Regions from separate parts of the Gossypium hirsutum genome. Here region 2 is linked to region 1. A link is a contact called in public Hi-C data. All regions are on one chromosome and are shown on one strand. Each heading gives the region's core, a stretch centred on a gene start, on an enhancer-like site or on the middle of the called end of the contact. The rest is flanking DNA. Distances are from core to core; before and after follow the strand shown.

Region 1 (2,514 bases), core at 9-2,508:
AATCATTTCTAAAGGATGCTGCCGCTGGGTTAACATTCGTTGAAACCGAGGTGAATCTTGCACTTTCTTCAGCTAAAGCATCGCAGAAAGCTCTATGAGTTATGAAGCTATCCTTCCTGTATGATATAAAAAGAAAGAAACTAATAAAAACCCTTCTCGAATCGTTAACTAAGAGCAGCCATTTTAGGGTCAGACCTCATTAAATACTCCAAAAAACTAATAATCATACGAAATTCCCCATAAACTATATATAAGCATTTGGAGTTACCTGGAAAAGAGAGTTCCACAGTCACATCTATACTCTCGAGTGCCACAAATCTTACTGTGAGCTTTCCAATCCGACTGAACTGCGTATTTCTTGGAACATTTCTCACACTTCCATTTCTTCTCGCCGTGTTTCCGGCTGAAGTGCTTCTTGATGCCAGTGAGGTCTCCTAGAGCTCTGGATGGGTCATGGTGAACGCAGGTCTTTTCAGGGCAGATGTAAACTTTCTTTCTAACTTCTTTGTTTGTTCTTTGCTTCAGCTTCCATGGCAGATTGTGACCTCTCCTATGGAGTTGTAAATTCTGGTCCCTTTGGAAACCTTTATTGCAGATTTCACAGAGGAATCTGTTGGTCGCCATGAGAGATTTTGGGGACAAAGCTATAACCTCTGCATCTGGATCTGCTTAATTCAACAAAAATCCATCAAGAAAATACACTTCTAAAAGTTAATAATAGTGATAACTTGATATTACATAAACTTGCCTGGCGTTCCTGGAAAATTTCTTTTCTTCTTCACTGGATTAGGGTTAGGGTTTGGATTTGGTTGTTGAGCTTGAGCTAAACCTTTGACAGTTGAGGGAATCGAAAGCCCATCTGGAGACATCATTTCTGATATACTTTGATGAATTGAAGCAGCTTCGTGAAACCTAAACTAAACTACTGGTTCAAACCTGGTGATTTAGTTTATACTACAAAATAGAAGAAGCTTAATTTGCTACAAAGTAAAACACAACCCAACAGATCTCTCTCTCTTTTGGGTTTTTCTTTTTGGATTCTGAAAGAAGGGAAAGATTGATTTTTGAACTTTTTCAAACTCAGTGAAACTATATATATGTATATGAATATGGGGTTTGGTTGAAGAGGTTGTTCAGTTTTGGCTTAAAATTAACCCAAAGAAAAAACCAAAAAGAAAGGTAGCTGGAGGGAATATATTTTTTTTATCTGCTTATCTTACACGAGCTCCCTCGAAGTCAGTCAGCCATAGACTCAGCAGGACCACCTTTATATATAAGTAATTCTGATATATAATTATTATATTATTTGCAATCGTTTTAAAATGCTACATGTGAGAGAGATCATGCAAAAAGGTCAGATGAGGTGAAATTAAAAAAAAAAAAAGTAGTAAGGGATCTGAACAAAACAAAAAAGGAAAAATTTTAAGAGACTGTAAATTCACCCAATTATATATTTCATTAAATAGTTTAACAAGTAATAATTTACTTATTCTTATAATAAACACTTACCTTTTTAAAAAATAATTATATAATAGTTACTGACATGATGTAAAGTAACCGTGATTTTTTTAATTATGCGTATATTTCTTGTTGGTTATTAATATTTATTTTTAAATTTTGTAGTTCTTCCTTTTCTTTTTTTTCTTAACATTATTTTTAAAGTTTGAATTTATATTTTTCTATTAAAAATATAGTGTTATATATTTTTGTATATTATTTACTAATATATCTTTGAGGGAAATTTATTAGAATATGTTTCTTTAAGAGTATTTCTATATTTATTGGGTGTTGAGCTAAGGATACTTAACAATCCTTTCAAGTTTTTTTGTATGCTTTTGAAAGAAGAGTTAACTATTTTGTTATGATTATTATACCTCCATATCAATTAGTGTCAAGTTCATGAGAAAAATTTTAAAATTAATCGGTAACAATTGAAAATAAATTTTGAAACAGTTGCAGATAAACCTAAATCATAAACTCGACATTTAGTGATATCAACTTCGTTATTACTTTAAAAAAAATAGATAATGTAACCTTAATAAATTTTAATAAAAATATAAGTTGAAGTTAACACATGTGGTTGTTGACTTTCACTTAAAATCATAGCATAACCATGATTTCAGAAACTATAAATAGGCAATTAAACTTGTTAATTTTGCACGGTAAAACAAAACAAAACATATTTTACATTCTACCTTCCCTTTACACAACTAAGTACCTCTAAATTACAATTATCAATTGCTCTATAATGGCTGCAACTTATTGAGATCCTAAGAAGGGCATGTTGGTCGGAGTTTAATGACACTTCAATATTATCTTGTGGCTTGGCTTCGCAACAATACGAGTATAGGTTTGCCTGGCGACAGAATCATTCATCAATTAAGAGGTACTAAATTCTTCCACGTAAGCCAAATTGGGAGAGTTACTTACGTTCTGTCACTCATATCTATGTTTTATCTCTAATACAGCAAAGTGCCAATAACGCTAGAAGATATAACGTTGTTGATGGGGTTT
Region 2 (2,514 bases), core at 10-2,509, 190 kb before region 1:
ACTGAAAGCTATTAGTACTTGTCTTAATCTCCTGATTGAATCGAACCAGGTTGATTTGGCTCGAGATTTTCTGTTGAACTCGAAGAAATCTCTCAGGTTGAGACCCAATACCTGCATTTTTAACATCTTGGTTAAACATCATTGTAATAATGGAGACCTTGAATCTGCGTTTGAAGTTGTAAAGGAGATGAAAAAATCTAAGGTTTCTTATCCCAATCTGATTACTTACTCAACCTTGATAGGTGGTCTCTGTGAAAGTAGACGACTTAAAGAAGCCATCGAATTGTTTGAGGAAATGGTTGGTAAGGATCAGATATTGCCTGATGCTTTAACCTATAATTTGTTAATTAATGGCTTCTGTCGTGAAGGAAAAGTCGATCGGGCGAGAAAGATAATAGAGTTTATGAAAAACAATGGATGCAGCCCTAATTTATTCAACTACTCTGCTTTGATGAATGGCTTATGCAAGGAGGGAAGTTGGGAAGAAGCCAAACAACTTTTTGTTGAGATGAAGAGCACAGGTCTGAAACCTGATACAATTGTTTATACTACATTGATGAATTGCCTTTGTAGGGCTAGTAGAATCGATGAGGTGATGCCATTGCTTAAGGAAATGAAGGAAAACAAATGTGAAGCCGATGTTGTTACTTTAAATGTATTACTTGGTGGGTTATGCAGAGAAAGTAGGTTCCATGAGGCGCTTCAGATGCTCGAGAAGCTGCCATATGAAGGTGTTTACTTGAACAAAGCAAGTTACAGAATTGTATTGAATGCATTATGGCAGAAAGATGAAATGGAAAAGGCAGCGAAGCTGTTGGGTCTGATGTTGGATAGGGGGGTTTTTCCACATTATGCAACATCGAATGAGGTGTTGATTCAGCTTTGTAAAGCTGGAATGTTAGATGATGCAGTTACAGCATTGTTTGGATTGGCTGAAACGGGGTTTAAACCAGAACCACATTGTTGGGAGTTTCTGATTGAAATGAATTGCAAAGATAGGAAATTGCTGCCTGTTTTTGAACTACTTGATGAGTTAGTAATAAAAGAATGTACTCATAATCTTCATGTTGGTGCTACTTTTGCTTAGCCTCCTATGCATGTAAAACTATCATTGTTGAGCATTTGATTTAGTGATACGTCCATGTATTTTCTCGGTGATACTTGAATATTACCGAATTATAATTTTTTTTTATTTTTGTCTAAAATTCAGAGTACAATATATTGAAGCTGCCCCCATCTGAATTGTGTTGCAGTTAATTGGATTTTTAAGACTTCTTTTAAAAGGGAATCCTACTTTTTGTCACTCACCAATTGGTTTCGTAGCCCATTTAAAGTTAAGCCCATGAAGAACCCAATCTACATAATGGCCTTATATATCAGATCTCTGGAGTTCGGAGTTGAGATTTTTCGGAATCTGTGAGAGAGCGAGAGCGCAATGGCCTCCTCTTCCAAGAAACCCAAAGAACAGAACAAGAACAAGAAGAAGCATAAGGAGAAGAGCAACAGAACCGCTGACAAAGACGCAAAAAAATCCATTAAAAAACCAGAGAAGAAAGCAAGTGCCTCCAAAATACCTACCAAATCAAAGCCAAAGCCCGAATTAAAGCCAGACAAAAGCAAAAACAAGAGCAGCAATGGAATCCCAGTCAAGTCCCAGGTTATTGCCGACCCATCTTCAAGCTCTGAATCAGAACCCGAAGAAAACAGAAACAACTACCACAAGAACGTTAAACCCGACAGCAAAAGAAAGCGAAAGGAAGAAGTAGACGAGGAAGAAGAAGAAGCAAAGGTGTGTAGATTTCCAATGAACAGAATCAAGAGGATAATCAAGACTGAAGATTCACATATGGCTGTTTCTCAAGATGTTGTTTTTCTTGTTAACAAAGCCGCGGTAATTCCTTTTTCTTTCCCCCTTTTTTGGGGTTATTTTCCTGAATGCCTTTAGGGTTTCCTTTGAATCTTTTCCTTCCTTTTTTTAGTCTTTAAAGTCATAAAGTGGGGTTTTTTTCTCAATGTGTTTATCCTCCAAGGTTAAAGCTTGATAATCCTTTGCTGTCATTTATGGGGTCTATGTTTGGTTGAATGCATGCCTTAAATGTATTTTGAAAAGTTGGGATCTCGAAATTGCTGGTCTTAAATCATTGCTTTAATTCTGCTCAAAATTGTTGTTGTTTTTTAAATTAAAAAAAATTGGTGTTTTGTATGTTGTTTCTTCTTCTCTGTGGAATTGGTATGGTATGAGCATTGTTTGGTCGAAAGGTAATTATCACTCTGTTTCATATTGTTTATTGTCTAAATTTATTTTTGTTTTCTGCAGGAATTGTTTCTTGAAAAGTTCTGCGAAGATGGATACAAATGCTCCATTAAAGATCGCAAGAAATCACTTAGTTACAAGCACCTATGTACGTTCCTTTTTGAATCCCCCTTGTATATGTTGTTTCCTTTGCCGGTTCTATCTGACATTACTGTAGAATATTAGCATGAGCCTTGACTTACTCGACCTTACACATATTT

What was found. A called contact is a pair of places that touch in the nucleus more often than the background predicts.
Region 2: a contact with region 1 is called in a Hi-C map of leaf, with 3 times the contacts expected there. The contact joins the promoter of LOC107953224 here to the promoter of LOC107953219 in region 1. A contact is called at or near these places in 7 of 34 Hi-C or Micro-C datasets (anther, leaf, petal and 1 more).

Annotation. Positions count from the first base shown.
Region 1 is chrA07:22,926,687-22,929,200 of Gossypium_hirsutum_v2.1, reverse strand. It overlaps LOC107953219 (zinc finger protein BALDIBIS), which reads right to left and starts at 1,258. Exons shown (of 3, transcript XM_016888457.2): 1 at 749-1,258; 2 at 269-665; 3 at 1-116. The coding sequence starts at 872.
Region 2 is chrA07:23,121,621-23,124,134 of Gossypium_hirsutum_v2.1, reverse strand. It overlaps LOC107953224 (DNA polymerase epsilon subunit C), which reads left to right and starts at 1,259. Exons shown (of 4, transcript XM_041117780.1): 1 at 1,259-1,891; 2 at 2,318-2,402. The coding sequence starts at 1,436. It overlaps LOC107953223 (pentatricopeptide repeat-containing protein At5g18475), which reads left to right. Exons shown (of 2, transcript XM_016888460.2): 1 at 1-302; 2 at 369-1,219. The coding sequence ends at 1,087.